Regions from separate parts of the Mus musculus genome. Here all the other regions are linked to region 4. The links are chromatin contacts, called in public promoter capture Hi-C maps. All regions are on one chromosome and are shown on one strand. The core of a region is the stretch at or near the end of the contact, and the rest is flanking DNA. Distances in the headings are between cores, read along the strand shown. Region 1 holds the start of Slc25a14 (solute carrier family 25 (mitochondrial carrier, brain), member 14). Region 2 holds the start of Utp14a (UTP14A small subunit processome component). Region 3 holds the start of Fam122b (family with sequence similarity 122, member B). Region 4 holds the start of Rap2c (RAP2C, member of RAS oncogene family). Region 5 holds the start of Rbmx2 (RNA binding motif protein, X-linked 2). Region 6 holds the start of Mospd1 (motile sperm domain containing 1).

Evidence for each region. Promoter capture Hi-C pulls out the DNA fragments that hold promoters and counts their contacts. Capture Hi-C pulls out chosen DNA fragments and counts their contacts.
Region 1: a contact with region 4 is called in a promoter capture Hi-C map of adipose tissue, with 2.7 times the contacts expected there. The contact joins the promoter of Slc25a14 here to the promoter of Rap2c in region 4. A contact is called at or near these places in 2 of 39 promoter capture datasets (embryonic stem cells and liver), 1 of 484 Hi-C or Micro-C datasets (CD4 T cells) and 1 of 9 other capture datasets (adipose tissue).
Region 2: a promoter capture Hi-C map of erythroid cells shows a contact between it and region 4, with 52 times the contacts expected there. The contact joins the promoter of Utp14a here to the promoter of Rap2c in region 4.
Region 3: a contact with region 4 is called in a promoter capture Hi-C map of erythroid cells, with 30 times the contacts expected there. The contact joins the promoter of Fam122b here to the promoter of Rap2c in region 4. A contact is called at or near these places in 4 of 39 promoter capture datasets (erythroid cells, hippocampal neurons, maxillary cranial neural crest and 1 more).
Region 5: a contact with region 4 is called in a promoter capture Hi-C map of erythroid cells, with 14 times the contacts expected there. The contact joins the promoter of Rbmx2 here to the promoter of Rap2c in region 4. A contact is called at or near these places in 3 of 39 promoter capture datasets (erythroid cells, liver and pre-B cells) and 2 of 9 other capture datasets (adipose tissue and liver).
Region 6: a contact with region 4 is called in a promoter capture Hi-C map of erythroid cells, with 16 times the contacts expected there. The contact joins the promoter of Mospd1 here to the promoter of Rap2c in region 4. A contact is called at or near these places in 2 of 39 promoter capture datasets (cranial neural crest and erythroid cells).

Annotation. Positions count from the first base shown.
Region 1 is chrX:48,622,275-48,624,974 of GRCm38.p6, forward strand. Slc25a14 (solute carrier family 25 (mitochondrial carrier, brain), member 14) reads left to right here and starts at 1,304. Exons shown (of 11, transcript NM_001166450.3): 1 at 1,304-1,554; 2 at 1,688-1,932. The coding sequence starts at 1,858.
Region 2 is chrX:48,255,493-48,258,192 of GRCm38.p6, forward strand. It overlaps Utp14a (UTP14A small subunit processome component), which reads left to right and starts at 1,442. Exons shown (of 15, transcript NM_028276.1): 1 at 1,442-1,476. The coding sequence starts at 1,451. Gm39511 (a long non-coding RNA gene) reads right to left here and starts at 1,300. Exons shown (of 3, transcript XR_882302.1): 1 at 1,244-1,300.
Region 3 is chrX:53,268,426-53,271,125 of GRCm38.p6, forward strand. Fam122b (family with sequence similarity 122, member B) reads right to left here and starts at 1,380. Exons shown (of 9, transcript NM_001166365.2): 1 at 451-1,380. The coding sequence starts at 548.
Region 4 is chrX:51,016,612-51,019,311 of GRCm38.p6, forward strand. It overlaps Rap2c (RAP2C, member of RAS oncogene family), which reads right to left and starts at 1,407. Exons shown (of 3, transcript NM_172413.2): 1 at 1,015-1,407. The coding sequence starts at 1,287.
Region 5 is chrX:48,693,448-48,696,266 of GRCm38.p6, forward strand. Rbmx2 (RNA binding motif protein, X-linked 2) reads left to right here and starts at 1,557. Exons shown (of 6, transcript NM_173376.3): 1 at 1,557-1,673; 2 at 1,873-1,988. The coding sequence starts at 1,669.
Region 6 is chrX:53,369,286-53,371,985 of GRCm38.p6, forward strand. Mospd1 (motile sperm domain containing 1) reads right to left here and starts at 1,274. Exons shown (of 6, transcript NM_001290514.1): 1 at 1,137-1,274.

The DNA.
Region 1 (2,700 bases), core at 54-2,553, 2.4 Mb before region 4:
TCTGGATTAATGACATTTCTGACATTAACAGAGAGCTTGGGCTCTGAAGTCAGTCTCAAGGTGAAATCTGAATTCTGCCAGTTATGACAAAACTCTGCTTAACTTTTATGACCTTATTTTTCTTAGTTGTTAGGACGGGAAAATAAGTATATCAACTTTATACTTTATAAGGAAATAGCAAGCAAAAAAAAAAAAAAAGCTCTTGCCATCACAGAACCAACGCTATCTATTATAATGTGTGCTGCTGTAAGAATTTAAGTGAAAAAATGTGAATGAGATGTGGAAGATTCTTTTGGAATAAATGAATTTAAAAATTCATCCATTCAACAAATAATCTCTTAGGACCATAGGCCTTGAAGTCACCTATTTATACTTATGTAAACAACAAACACTTTTATTAACTCTCATGTGATTGTGGAAACTGTGACACGTTAAAAGTAATGGGTGTAGCCTTAATATAGCTAATGGATTCCCCCAGAAGTGTCTAGTTCTCCTCTAATGGCCCTGAGAACTGGGATCCGAAGCTGGCGTTTAAACTTGACTTAGCTGATCGTGAGGTGCGGATTAAGAGCTACACTCTTTCCATTATTTTCTCCAGATTCATTTGTTTTAACTTTTCATGGTGCCCTTTCTGTTTCCAACTTGTTCCCAAGTTTGTCTCTGGGCTTTGAGAACAAGGCATGTTCATAATTTTTCAGCGACTGCTGTCTGACATTCACCAGATAAGGGTTATTTGCTTCCCCCATTTTTATTTCCCTTTCTGACCGTAGGTTCAGTCTCTAAATTCTGCTCAGCTTCTAGTCCTCAGTTGCATCTTAAAAATCTCTCACTTAGAAAAATATTTACTTCGTCTTCTCTCATATATTAACATCCTAACCAGTTTTCCCATCCTCCTCTCAGTCCCCTCTCCCGGATCCATTCCTTTCTCTGTTTCCCTTCGGAAAAGAGCCAGCCTCCCAGGGATATCAACCAAACATGGCATATCAAGATACAATAGGACTAGGCACAAACCTTCATACCAAGGCTTAATGAGGCAACCCACTAAAAAAGGGTTCCAGAAAAAGACAAAAGAGCTTCTTCTCCCACTCGTATCTTAAATCCTTTTACTCCACCTCCCTCCACGTGACGCCCCACCCACCTTCTCTCATTTTTTTAAAAAGGCAAAGCAGAGCCTCTGCTCTGGCTGGTAAATGCAGCGTGGGCGGGTGACAAGGCGCCTCCTCTGCTCTCACTGGTGAGCACCTAAGCTGCACAAGCTACTACACTCCCACGCCTTAGCTCTCTCTCCCGAAGCCTGCAGGAAGGCGGGTGGCTAGCTGCCGACCTTTTTGCACAGGATTCTGGACTCTGGCCTTTTGAATTTAATGGTTTCCTTTCATTCGCGCCTTGCTTTTTCCAGGCTAGGAGTGGGCGGAGTTTAGGATGGCTGCGCCACTGTTGCCGAGGCGACGCCTTGGTTACTTCCGTCGGTTTCAATGCTTCCGGGTTGGCGCTGCGGTGGCGTTTCCTACTGTGGTAGCCTCCGCTTCCCAGTCGTCTGCTGAGCTTGAGCAGGTGAGGGGGATGCTCCTGGACTTCCAGGTTGGGGAGCGGGGCTGGGCCGCGCCAGGCCGCGCGGGGCCGGGTTGGCTTGGTTCCCGGCCTGGGAGGGGCTTAACGGTCCTTTGATCTCTCTCTCTCCCCTCAGCTGAGTCCCTTCCCTGTCTTTCACTCTTCTGGCATCGGTGGCTTTACTTCTTCGATTGAGCTCTGCTTCCTCGACCCCCCGGGAGGCCGCCTCCTTCAGGCGCCTCCCTTCTCTCTACGAACTCGCTCTGACAGCCGAGGAACTGGCAAGATCCTGCACCCAGAGGGTGAATGGGTATCTTTCCCGGAATAATCCTAATTTTTCTAAGGGTGAAGTTTGCAACGGCGGCAGTGATTGTAAGCGGAGTAAGCAACCCCCTCCATTGTATAAGTGTGAGGGATGCTGTTGAAAGATGCTCCCCATCACTTCCTATCCCCCTGTCACTCGTGAGGTTCAGGCATTGAAGGCATCTATTAAAATGCAGTTCAGTTACTTGATTGGGATCACAGCTATTATCAACATGAATTTTGTTTCTCAGACAAGGTAGTAGCAGGGACATTTATAGTTTTCTACCAGTGTGTCCTTGCCCAAACCATAGAGATGCCTAGACTAGAAATTAACTCTTTCCTCCTCTTCATTTATATCATGAAGTGTCTTTTGTCAATGTCTCAACAGTTTAACCTCATTGTCAATTAGCATTCTTTTTTTTTTTTTTTGCCTGCTTCCCACTCTCCTAAGCTATTTTCCTACCTCTTCTGTTTGCAATCCACCGTGCTCGGGGTCCCTAGTAGCTAATTACAATAGGCTATTACCTTAATTCACTTGCCTATTAATAGATCTAGTCTTCCTCCAGCACCTTGTTTCCAAGCCTTCCAGTAGAATCTACCCCTTTTACTTGTTTCAGCCAACAAATTTATTGCTTATTCTGCTCGGGTCCTTCATTTCTGTCTCAGTACAAACCATTGGTGCACATTTCTACATGAGTGTGCGCATTTGCACATCTTACCCCACCTAGATGTCTCCCTTCCCTGCTCCTTTTTTTTATATTAAAGATTTATTTATTTATTATATGTAAGTACCCTGTAGCTATCTTCAGACACTCCAGAAGAGGGCATCAGATCTCATTACGGATG
Region 2 (2,700 bases), core at 192-2,691, 2.8 Mb before region 4:
ATTTAAAATTGACTGGGAGGGGAGCAGTGAGCAGGATGTAAAGTAAAAATAAATAATTTTTAAAAAATTGTCCTTAAGCCCACTGGAAAATTGTGTCTATGAAACCATAGAAAATATCTGCTTTGTTCAACAATGTATCAATAACTCCTAAAAACCTGGCACATAGTCAATGATTAAAAAAATTTTACTGAATGAATAATGAAAAACAAAAACAACTATCAAATCCCATATTCAATTCTGGGACCACAAAGACTAGAAAGTATTATTTTATTTAAGAATTTTAGAGCATTGCCGATTACCATAAGAAATTTCAGTGCAACCGTTGGAGAAAACAAAATGGAAATGACCTAAAAGAAATGGCAATAATGTTTTTATGCAAGAAGTCTCAGGCTGGTCAAAAGCATTTGACACCCTCCCCCCAACCCTGACAACCTAAATTTAATCCCCTGCAGCCAGATGGTGAAAGGAATTCCTACAGGTTGTCCTGATTTCCGCGTGTGCAATGGCATGCGTACACACGCGCGCGCACACACACACGCGCACGCACACGCAAATGCACTCACACACATAGATAGGTTTATTATTTACAAATTATGCCAGACGTGGTACCACAAAAGCATGTAATCTCAGCAGGTCGGGTGCTAAAGCAAGAGGATCACCAATTTAAGGCTAGCCTGTCTCAAACAAGAAAAAAAAAAAAAAAAAAAAAAAAGCAAGAGTTGAGAAACTGCAGCCTCATGCCTGTGCTGCAAGCAGTTTACTAGTGAGCTATGGACCGGATAAAATAAGATTGTGTGTGCGTGCATGTGTGTATGGGTCCTACTATGTTGCACCGGATGGAGCAAGAAGAGATCTTTCTGCCTCATAACACATTCTCGAGTGACATTTTCTTGTATAGGAAAAGGGGACAATGAGCTGTAATCACAGGTACACCGGCTCAAAAAGAATTTCTCTTCAGATGGATAGAAACTTGCTACGTTCCCGTCCCCTTGATCTGGCAGGAGTCCAACACAGTCTGGGGCTGGCCAGTCCAGAGCTGTGCGACAGAGTCCAACGGGGCCTGGCCCTGGAGGCTTTGTTTTGGTTTGATTGGTTTTGGTTTTAGCTCCGTCCCTGACAGCGCAGCACCCTCGCCCTCACCACACTAATCTCGGACCGCAAGAAAACCGAATGCCAGGGAACCAATACCGCCAACCTAAATAAAAACCTCTCAGAAGAATGGGGACCGGCAAGTCCCACCCACCGGCAGTGCGGACCAACTGGCAGGCAGCCGGCTTTTCCATCGACCAATCCTGGAGCGCCTACAATACTTTGCAAGCCTCCCCCTGGGCGGAAATGACGCGCGTTGTCGCGCGTGATTAGCGGAAGCAAAATTTGCTTTGCGGCAGGCAAGGAGCTTGCTCTCTCTTTGGTTTCCGTTCCTGACCCATGTGAGTTACCGGCGACAGCGATGAACTCTATCAAAGCTACGAAGGGGTAAGACGTAAAAGGGAAAGGAGATTCCCGGGTATTTTTGAGGGCTGAATTTCCTGTATTTAGGGAAGTGGAAGCCGAACTGCTGTTTGTTAGAGATTCGCCTCCCCAAACCCTGCCAGTAGTTAATGTATCGGCTAGGAATCCTAAAGTCCCTTAATTTAAATTGGCTTTGCTCCTCAGTTTCTCGGCTCTTAAGTTGCATCGCTGTTAGGTCTGATGGTCGTCCGACTCTTGGCAAAGTTACTATTGATTTCCCTTTATTTGTCACGTGCGCATTTTCTGCCTCTGCCACGCGCAACATGCGCCGTCTGTGAGAGTGCCAAGTTGTGCCAGACCTAACAGGTATTTCATGTTACCCCTCAACGTTAGAAAAATCTAAATGTAGTCGCTTTGGTAATGTTTGCTTAGTAAATACCGAGATCCACTGTTAAGTAATAGTAGGTTTTTCCTAAATTCTAATCACCTTAAACACCCATTTATACAGTTGGTTTCAACCATTACCCTACGTCCTCAGTTATGCGAACAAATTATCAAGATTACATTTTTAATAAGTTGCACTTAATCAAGGCACCTGACCGGTGGGAGATCCATAGAAGCATTAATAGAATGTTTTCGAATGTTTAAAAGGTTTCCCAGTTGGTGGCGGCACACGCCTTTAATCTCAGCACTTGGGAGGTAAAAGCAAGCCAATCTCCAAGTGTGAGGTCAGGCTGGTCTACAAAGCGAGTTCCAGGACAGCTAAGGTTACACCGAACAACTCTTGTCTCAAAAAATAAAATAAAATACACGTTTAAATAGTTAATAGGAAACTGCCTTTGCCTCAAAAGACAGCAGTAGCGTCAGTGGGAAATTGAAGCATAGTAAGTAACAGAAGTGCAGGGTCAGCCACTAACCAGTGTTGTCTTTCCCATGCCGATATTGTCATCTTGGAAGTGATGCCTGACCCCCTTCTAAAAACACTTTAACTAATTACCTTCTGTTTTGTTTTTTTGCACCTCTTCTCAGATAAGAATACTCAGAACTGAGCAAACAGATATTTGTTTAGATCAATAGTTCTCCACCTTCCTAGTGCTGCTCAACCCTTTACTACAGTTCCTCATGTTCTGGGGTTCATGACCACCTCCCAAAACATAAACCATAAAATTACTTTCCTTGCTTCTTCATAACTGCACTTTTGCTACTGTTATGAATTGTAACATGAATAATGTCTGAAATGCGGGATAT
Region 3 (2,700 bases), core at 130-2,629, 2.3 Mb after region 4:
AATCCCAAGTTATTAGATAAACTGTGATTTCTTAAAGCAAACCTCTGTTAATGCCAGGGTTCCTAAACTCAGCTTAGAAACAGCACCTCTTAGAGACAGGCGTCAAGTTACAAGCCTAATTCAGGGGATTCAGCCTGATTTGCCCTGATGGAAATAAGCCAGGGCAAGCAACCTGTCAGCTGAGCCAGGTTTCTACTACGTACATTCTCTTTTAGAACTGCACAGCAAGGCCCCCCCAGGTACAGGGAGGGTCCCTTTCTCAGACATGGCCAGAGTGTGAGGTCAAACTTTCCCTCCATCTAGGAAACCAAGTCACTATTAAGAAAATAAGACCTCAACCCCTCAGTTTGGAGTCTAGATGAACTCGAACTGGCACTTTCGGGAAGGAAGACTTCTTGCCCAGGGACAAACCTCTGATCCCCACACTCCGTCCTCCCCAGTCCAGCTCACCTGAGCACATGGATCAGGGGAGCACTGTTGGACCGTCTCAGGGTGGCCCCCTCAGATGTGTCAGCCTCAAAATCCAGATCCATTTTCTCCTGAGCCATTCGGATACTTGCTAGGCAACACAGCCGGCAGTGCTCTCGGCTCCTGGTGCTTTGCTATGGACTCACTGCAGGACTGAGCTGCTGGGGACTGGCAGCTGGGGGCGGGGGCTAATGGGCGGAGGCTTGGGAGCGAGGGCGGAGAAAAGTAGGAGAGGAGGATGCAGATGAGGAAGGATGTGGAGGGCGGGCGGAGGAGGATATAGAGCTGGTGTTGGGAGGGTGACAGGATGAAAAAGGGGATGGAGGAAAGACAAAGGTGGGAGAAAGAAAAAGAGGCACAGGGGTTGATAAAGGATAGATGGAAATGCAGGGCATAGCACTAATGAAAGAGCATAGAAGTGGGAAAGGAGGAAAAAGGTCAGGGTGAAGGGGCACAGGGATGGGAAAAGAGGAGGAGGGAGAATGTGGAAGCACAGGAGAAGAAAGGGGAGGAAACTAGGCAGTGGCAGAACTCAAGCTGTCATTTTTCCCGCCTAGGACCGCAAGCGCGGCTCGGCTACATTTACAGAGGCTGCCTTTGCAGCGCTAGCAATGAGGACTTGACAGCTGGCCAGGCGGCCTCGGCTGCCCCACCTCCACATGCTCAGGGTCTCTGTCCAGTCCGCCATGCTCTGGGCCCCGGTCCCCGGGGCCCCTCAGCGCAGGGATGGCGCTTTTCACTCCCTGGTCCCTGCCCGCCTGCACGACTCAGAAAAGGGATCGGCCCTCTGCACCACCGCGGCGCTGCTTCTATCTCTTATTGGCTCTAATGACCCGCGGGACCCTCTGGAGCTCAAATTGATTTCTATAACCTGCCGCCTCTTTTGCCTCCCACGCTTCAGAAATGGGAGCCTCCGAGGGGCCAGCTCTTCCGCATCTTGTCGCCCATTGGGCACTGCGCATGCGCCTTACGGCTGCTCCAATGATCCTGGGGCCAAGGCGCAGGCGTAATAGCCTCTCTCCGCAACCCGCCTTCAAAGGGGCGGGGCGTTTCCAGGGGGGCCCAAAATCTTCCTGCGTGGCATTGGTCCGGGAACCCTGGCGCCGTATTTCGAAAAGAGCCAATAGTTTGGAGACTGAAGCCTCAGTTTTTAGTAGTTTGGACTAATATTCAAGTGAAAGCGATTTTCACGTTATTTCACTACAAATTTGTATTCTGACCTTTGTGATCCACAGGCACTTTAAATATTTTTTTATGTGAAAGTCTTTGTGTGGGAATATGCGCGTGCGTGCATGCGTGCATTCCCATGGAGGTCAGAGAGGTCATTGGATCTCCTGGAGCGGCAGTTGAAGGCCGTTGTGAACTGCTCAACATGGGTTCTGGGATTAGAACTCGAGTCTCCTGTAGCAGCAGCAAGCACCGTTAACCTCTGAGCCATCATCTCTTCAGCCCCCCCCCCCCTTTACTAAATTCCTCAGCTCCATTAGACAAAAATAAAAGATTTGTTTTCTTTCCAAGGCTTATGGAGATTCTAGCAATCATAATATGATGCATGTGACAGCTGAAATTAATTTTAAAAACATTCATGGCACTTACTACATGCAAGGAAGTATTATAACAACTGAAAAAATATTAAATCATCTCATCTTAACCACACAAATATCTCTTCCTAGATACTTTTCAATCACCCAAAATTACAAAGTATGGGAAATATAATAGTTACGAAATTGGTTTGAAAATTAGCAAAACAGGGCTAGAGAGATGGCTAGAGAATGTTTGAGAGCTCTTGTTGCTCTTCCAGAAGACCTGAGCTGAGTTCTCAGCATCCATCTCAAGCAGTGCTTAAGCGCCTATAAGTGGTTAAGAGCATTTGCTGCTCTTGTAAAAAACAGGAGTTCAGTTTCAACCATCCACGTCTGGTGGCTCACAACCACACTGAATTTCAGCTCAAATGGGTCCAATGTTCTATTTTAGCGTGCGTGCACACACACACACACACACACACACACACACACACTACTTTTTTTTTCTATCTAGCAAAAATAATTTTCTCTTCAATTTGGTTGCTCCATAATAAAGTTAACCTATACAATTGTCATTTTACACCTCAACATTTATGCTTTCTGATTATAAAATGTGAATTTGTGTATTTATTTGTTTGTTTTGTGTATATGGATGGTATGGCCCACATCTGAAGCTAAATAAACAACTGGAGGAAGCCAATCTACTTCA
Region 4 (2,700 bases), core at 157-2,656:
AGTTGTTGTATAAGGTTACCAGAAAAATTCATACATAGCACTTTAACTTCAACTCCCAAAGAATGTGAAACTAGCACATTACTCTGGCTAAGGCACTTAATATTTCTTAAGTAAGCAACATTAAGTGCATACCTTTAAATGCAGAAAAAAAATCCGTTTCCTAAATCAATGGAGGTCAATATAACGGGTCAATATAAGGTCATTTATTTTCAAGGAATAAATAGCAACAATTAGTGCATCTCTTAAAATAACGTTAACTTCAGTCTAGTTCCCGGTGAGGGATGGAGGGATTTTCTGAAGCAACTGGACCAGATCCAGGTTGGCTACCCCACTGGGCTAAGAAATCTGCGTTCCCAGTCCCACATATTTTTCTGTAAGTATAGGCTACGATGGCAGAAACGATATGGCTCGACGGGAGAAAAGGAGAGTCATCCTTGCTTTCTGTGGGTTAGGAATCCTAGGTACTAGTCTTTTAGAGCAGCAACTTCCCCTTTCGGCTGCATTCCCCTAAGAAAAATGCCAAGAAAGCAGGCCTAGCCCGCATTTTGCACCACTGAGATTTAGGCTTCAAGCTGAGGACCTTAGGAGCTAGGAGAGCAGGGGGAAGGAAAAGCAGGCACACAGGTTTTAGCTCAGTGTACGAGAGAATGGACTTCAAACAATTTCGCCCAGCCCACCGTGCTCCGCACTTGAGGTTATCTACGGAAGGTTTTGTGAACACGTTAATCGATACTTGTTGAAGTGAATAAACAACTTCAGGTTGTACCGTAGGGCTAAAAATACTCAGGCTGACCTATTTCCTTTTCACTTTTCTTTTCCTTAAAAATAACTTTAAAATATTTGTCGATGTCTGTTACTTTAGCACTCTCTACAGAAACAATCCAGGGCTTTTCCATACCATGCCAAACTTTCAAAAGCCAAACACGCTCATTAACGCACAGCTCAAGCAAATGAGAAGTACATGTAGGATTACCACACCCCCTTCAAAGAAATTACAAGACTTGGTTTGATTACCTGAAAAGACTGTTGATTAACCAAACTATACACCAGGATGAAACCTTGGCCGTTCTTGATGTACAGATCTCTCATGGAGGCAAACTGCTCGGTTCCTGCGGTGTCCAGGATTTCCAGTACTGACGGGGAAGAGTCCACTTCGATCTCTTTGCGGTAGAAATCTTCAATGGTGGGGTCATATTTCTCAATGAAAGTCCCGGTGACAAACTGCACGGTGAGGGCAGATTTGCCAACCCCTCCGCTCCCTAACACCACTACCTTGTATTCCCTCATGAGTCTCACCTTCACCAACTCCTTACCCAAGGGGGGGAAAAAATAACACCCCGCTAGCTGCGCTGCGGCAAGGCCAGGCGGAAGGTGGGCGGAAATGTGCGAACTGGGGAGGAGAGTGCGGAGAGAGGCGGAGGGCCCGACCGGGGACGAGGAGGAAGTTCCAGGAGGGGGAGGGGAAAAGAGCCAAGTGTCGTCGGGTGGGTGGGGATGGGATGCTGATGCCCTTCCTATAGGAACCCAGGGCGGCCTGGGGGGCGTGGGGAGGAGGGCGCGCCGGCGAGCGTCCGAGCGACGGTTGGGGGGAGCCGCGGCGCACCCCCACGCGGGAAGGGGCGGGGGCCTGGCGGCCGGGGGCTGCCCGCCACCCCTCCCCCCCGCCCTGCGCGCACACACACACAAAGGGGCCCGGGGTCCCCGCTTCCTGCCGGCGCCGCTGCCTGCCGAGCCGGCCCGAAGCCTCCGGGCCCCGCCGCGCGCGCGCGCGCGCTCGCTCGCTCGCTATCGCTGGGGCGGGGTCTCTGGGCCCCCAGGGTCCCGCGGAGCTCGTGTGACCTGTAACGGGGGGGGGGGGGGAGGGGAACGGGGAAGAGGGAAGAAGGGGACGCGCGTTAGGTGTTGCCTGACCTCCACGCTGGCGCCCGCAGCCGCCACCTCTGCCGCCGCTTACCCTGCTGTCCTGGCCACACGCTCCCAGCCGCCCGGGAGGCTAAGTCAAGCCAAGGCCATGGCCACCGGGCCGCCCGGGCCCTGCTGCTAGCGGAAGGACGGGGAAGGGGCGGGGGCGGACCGGCGGCGGCGGTGGCGGCGGCGGTGGCCGCAGGGACTCCGGTTGAACCCACCTCTTTTTTTTTTTCCTCCCCTACCCCCCACCCCCCACCCCCCACCCCCAATATAAACCCGGAAGGGTTTCCCTGACACACTGGCTGAGGTGCCCCAATTCCCCGAGACTGGACGCGTTCACTTCCGGTGGGGAAAGTCCCACCTCTTCTTCGGGGCGAGCCGGGTGGCGCTAGGGCCGCGCCCTGCCGAGCGCCGAGAGAGCGAGCGAGCCGGGCCGCCCGGCCGGGTTACAGGTCGGGGCAATGGCCTTGAGAAAGGGCGCTTCGGGGAAACCTTCAGCTCCAGCCTTCACGCCCTGAGCGGTCGGCCATATGGCTCGACCCCGGGCCCGCCCAAGTCCCTAGGCTTCTAGGTGTCGAGCAGCTGCTTCTGAGGACCTGATTCCCTCCCTGGCCCGAGACCGCCAGCCAATAATCTAAGTGCTGAGAACACCAGATATCCCTCGGCTGGAAGTTACTGGGAAAATAAAACAGTTTAGGAAGTTAATTCTCTTAGCTATTATTTCTTTCCACTTGATATGTTTCCGAAGCAAAGTATGCAAAGGACCCTTAGAGTTGGTGTGGGCTCTTGATT
Region 5 (2,819 bases), core at 307-2,806, 2.3 Mb before region 4:
TTATGTGTCATCATGTTTTCTCTTTGTTAGGTAGCTAGACAGACATTAGTAAGTTTGGAGGATGGGCCCCTCCATTAGAATAATCTTTCCTTTCTTTAAGGTTTAGAATGCCATATGTAAAGGTGGAGGTATCAGAGCCTTGTTAAAGCTCATTAAGAGAAAGTTACTTCCTCTTGTTAAAAGAATGGATTCTGAGTTCTACCTCTGGCCCTAATGATGGAGACGTAATATTCTGATCAGCCTCAAAAGAGAATATTACATGTTGTCTCTTACCTTAAGAGTTCCATACTGCCTCTAACCACAACATTTGGGAGGCAGAGACAGGTGGATCTCTGTGAATTTCAGGCCAGCCCGCTCTACAAAGTGAATGCCAGGAGAGTCACAAGCTCTATAGTGAGACCACGTCTCAGGGGGAAAAAGAGAGTTCCATGCTTCTGAATTGGTAGAATAAATATTGTGAAAATGGGTATACTTCCAAAATTAATTTGCAGATTTCATGCAACACCTTTCAAAATTCTGATGTATTTCACAGGTTTAGAAAAATAACACAAGAATTGATATGGAACTACAAAAGACAATAGGTAGAAAAGAAATCCCAAGGAATAAGAACAATGCTGATAGCATTATAGGACCTGACCTCAAATTTTACTATAGACCTATAGTCATAAGGACAGCCTGGTATTGCTATAAAAGTAGACATTAATATCAATGAAATAGAATAAGAGAATCCAGAATAAAATGCCAAAGCTATTCCTATTTAATTTTTGACAAAGGAAGCAAAAACATATATTGGGAAAAAAATAACCTACTTAAGAAATATGCTGGAAAAACTGAATTTCTATCTGAAGAAGACAGAAATTATGTGAGTGCAAGTGCCCACAGAGGCCAGAGGAGGATCTTCTGAAGTTGGAGTTGTGAGCCACCTGTTTTGGGTGCAGGTTCTCTGGAAAAAAATCAGCAAATGGTCTTAACCACTGAGCCACCTCTCTAGACCTTCAAGCTAATTTTTTTGAAGCTCAGTTTTTTTCCTCTGTAAAATGGGGATGGTAACTGTATTTCATGGGGTTGTTGGGCGGTCAGCCTGGTCTACAGAGCGAGTTCCAAGACAGCTAAGGCTACACAAGGAAACAAACAAGAGATTGAATGAAAAATGCAAATGGCAGAAAGTGAGCCGCCCCCTGGGAGGCAGAGGTTTAGGGTAGGGGCAGGGTGAGGAGTGCTGGGAGGAGCCAATGGTGTGAGCCTTAGCCTGGGGTTTGAGATCTAACAGAGATAACGTGCATAAATTGTCTCTCATTCACAACCTTTAAGTTCTCTAACTCTTTAGTTGATAGGTACTAGTTTGACAATGCTAATTTTTGCCTGCTTGTTTATACGTGGGCATTTAATTCCGACTGGCAGAGGAACACAGGGTCCCCCCATCGCTCTCCATCAAAAAGGGGGCGGGGACTGACTTGGGAACTGTCCCTCCACAGGAGCGAATGCCTGAGAAAGCACCTTCACCTTACTGCGCAGGCGCCAGGGCTTAGCGGGCCGGAACTTCCGGCGGAAGTTCCGCCTCGCGGGCCCCGTGCTCCAATCTGAGCTGGGTGTTCGGGTCGCGGGAGCGCTTTGGAGCCTCACCCGGAAGCTGTTGTCGTCTGAAGCGAGCCGCGCGAAGATGCGAATATGAAGTAAGGATTCTGTTTCTCTGCGGATAGGGGCGGGAGTGTTCTCCGCGGAAGGGAGAGTGGCTTGAGGATGGCCGCCCAGAAAGGGCGGGGACCGGTCCTCGCCCTCCGGGCCTCCGGGCGGGAGAAGCTCGGTAGGGAGAGGGCGGGCTGGGAGGAAAAGTACTTATCGCACTTACCGGCTTGCCTGCCACCCGCGCAGCCCTCTGACTAAGGTGAAGCTGATCAATGAACTGAATGAGCGAGAGGTTCAACTTGGAGTGGCGGAAAAGGTGTCTTGGCACTCGGAATACAAGCACAGCGCCTGGATCTTTGTTGGTGAGGTCCCCATTTTTCTCCAGCAGTGCCTTTCAGAGTCCGCCCCGTCCCTTCCCCTCCCCTCCCCATCCCTCTCCATCCCTCTCCCCTCCCCTCCCCTCCTCATCCCTCTCCTCTCCTCTCTCCACCCCTTCCCCTCTCCTCCCTATGCCCCCTCCCCCGGTTATTTAGTGCCCCTGGTCATCGCTTCTGAACAAGCTCATCACCTCACACTCTGGAAGCTCCTCTGCTCACAGGTCCACTTTTCAGTTGCCTTCAGCGCTTCTTAGAATTGGTATTTGCCTTTCATTCTATTCAAAACCTTGCTACTTGGCTGCTCAGAGACAGTTCATTCCACAGTCAACCTATCACGATGTCAAAGAAACGGAGGCGCAGACAGGTTACTGGACTTGCTTAAGGTCACATGCTGCAGCACTTCAAAACTGTGGGGCTTGTGCTCTTCGTCACGGTCACATACCGATCGTGTGTGTGTCTGCCCTTCCTCACAATGATTTTTCTCCTCTCCTGGGCTTCTGCTCCTAGTCCTTAGCTGTACCGTGATGTACCTGGTCAGACATTAGCTGGATTTGAAGACATTAAGGCTTGATTCAAAATTAGCTTTACTCCGGCTGAACATTTGAAAGGCCACCTGAAAATGTGACAGGATCAGGGAAAGCTACTTCTGATGAAAAGAATAGAGTCTGGAGTACACCCCTGGCCCTGGGTAGATACCAGGACATTTTCAGGAAACCTACATGTTACATACTAGTGTGCCCCTTCCTTCAGACATAATCCAACAGAGCTTTAAGTCATCTGGCCAGTAGACACCTGTCAGGAAAGCTCAGTCACCGC
Region 6 (2,700 bases), core at 24-2,523, 2.4 Mb after region 4:
CTAAGAATGTATTAAATCCCATGTGTGCCTTTCCCGAAAAGAGTAGACTTTCTCCTGTCTGGAATTCACATTAAAAACAAAAAGTGTTCCAATAGAACAGGACTGCCTTTTAGGCAAAATTTAGGAACTTGAACTTTTTTTCAGGGTTACTTTCTCTTAAAATGTCCTTAAAGGACAAAATACTAGGACCCTTTGCACTTCTTACTTGCCCTGTGGCTTTCCCAAGTGAACTTTCCTTCCATTCTACTAGCACAGCAATGCTACTTCAGTGAGAGAAAGACAAATGTCAGTTACTTTCCCCAGAGGGAAACAGCAGAAGATTAAGGGCTGAGGTCTAGGGAGGGGCTAAAACCTTCCTGCCTAAGACCAGCCCCACCTGCTTGGGGCCCAGCCTTTACAGCCCTATCTCCACACTACCCGGCTCCATGTGAAACTGGTCATGTGAGCCTGTTTACAGCTGAGCAGCTGGTGCAACCATCAGGATCTGTGCAGAGGTCCAGGGAGGGGTAAGGATACAGGCCACTTACCTCCTTTCTCCCCTATGTAATTCCAAGAAGATACTTGCTTCGACCACCAACCACCCTCCCTCCCAGTCTCTCTACTTTCCTTCATGCCCCTTCAGGCAAAGCCATCCTGGGACGCCTGGCTCCGGTCGCCCCCCGCCCCGTTTCCGTCCAGTTGCTCGCGGGGGGGAACGGCTGAACTGCAGGAAGGGCGAGGACAGGGTCATCCCAAACTAGGTAGTCGACTGACTTCCCTCCCACAGCCCTCCAGGCAATGTCCGCCAAAGAGTTGTCCCTAGAGCTGCATCCCCAAGGCAACTGAACTCTTGTCGGGCAGGCAGCGGGAGGTTTCGGAGGCTGCCTTCGTCTAGGCAGGGGTAGCTACACAACTCTGCTGGCCCTGGAGACCCTGCAGAAGGGCCACCAACAGTCCAAGAACGGTGGACCCGCTGCCCGGTCCCCGCCACCCACCTTAGCCCGGCACTGAACAGCCCTGCTGTCAGTCACAGAGCCAAGCTCTGGCTACGGGTACTGGCATTGTCTACACCGGAGGGGGAGGTCTCAGCCATGTAAGTTCCATGTCTTCCCCGCAAGTCAGAGAAAGTGGGTGACGGGACATTGAGGGACTCTCACCTCAGCAACACTGGCTCCTCGGAAAGCAGCTGCGACTGCTCCCTGCTCCTTTGTCAGAGTCTCCAGACTGCACTGCCTGCTGGGATATGGGAGGACTCGACTGCCACCTCTCCCCGCCCAGGAGGATGAGTCGCAACTGGGGGGTGGGTGAGAAGAGGAAGGAAAGGCGGGCCCGGGGCGGGGTCTAGCCGGGGGCGGGGCTTCTGTGTTGCCACCTGGCTTCTGGGGTTTCTTCCTTCTCTATGCTTCAAACTACTTCCTTTGTCCTCTGGCCGCCCCTCCTTTTCCTCCGCCCCCCTCACCCGCCCCCAGAGGATTAGAGGCTTTCTCTGAGTGCAATCTCTTTGCACTCATTTGGTGGTGACCTTTGACGTCTGCCTCATTCACTCCTCTCCCCAACTCAGAATGCATTCCATACAATGAATACCCAAGGCTTGTGACTCTTCCTCTGAGACTCTGTATTAAGCACTAGCTCTCTTTCTCCACTCTATCATCGGCGCAAAGCAGACTGTTCAGGATTTGTTCATGCTGCTACAGTAGCTTCCTATTTGGATTCATTCTTTCTACTGTTACTTTGTCTAAACTATTGCCCAGACAGCAATCCAGTTGGCTCAGTCTAAGGTATAGGTGACCCTGCTGTTCTACTTAAAGCTTTTCAAGCCTGGCATGGTAGAACAAGACTATAATCCCAGTATTCAAAGGCTGAGGCAGGAGGATCCTGAGTTAAGACAAATTTGAGTTACAAAATAACAATTGACTTTTAAAGGGGAAATCTCTATTCTCAGGTCTGTACTCTATTCTTAGAGTCTTTCAGGCAGGTATGCTGCTACAGGGCTTTAATCCTAGCACTTAGAAGGGGAAGCAGTAGATCTTTGAGACTGAGGCCAGCCTGCTTATATATGAGACCCCATCTCAACACCAAGCAAACAACAAATGAGAGAGAAAAGACTTTTCGGCTAGGAACAATGGACAACTGTTAAGTCAAGCACCAAAGGGGCAAAGTCCCAAAGACCCCAAGGACTTCATATCTCAGCAGCCTGGCCTACCTAGCAAGACCCAGTGTGCTGGACACAAGACAGCCAGGATAGAGAAACCCTGTCTCAAAAAAGAAAAGTAAATGAAATGGAAAACACTTCAAAATTCAAACTTAATTATGTTCAAAAAGGAACAATACGGTCCAAGGGTACCCTCTGCACAAGTATAAGACCCAAAACCTTCCTCATTACTCTTAATCAATGGGTCTATAACAGTAGATATCACTTGGGCCCTAGGCTCTGAGACCTTTACTCACAGACTTTGTGCAATGCTCTTATCTGTCTTTTGAACACCTATCTTTCAGGATCCAGGGGAAATGTCACTTTCCCAACTAACCTTTCAGAATCTTCCATAAGAACGACATGTCTTATTTGTTTGTCTGAAACGTGGCCTGACTATAGCGCTAGCTGGTCTGACACACGTTATGGAGGCCAAGATGGTTCTAACTTGCAGTGATCCTCCTATCATGCTGGGATTACAGGCATGTACCACTAAATCCACCAGACGCTTTCATAAAAACTGTTGACCC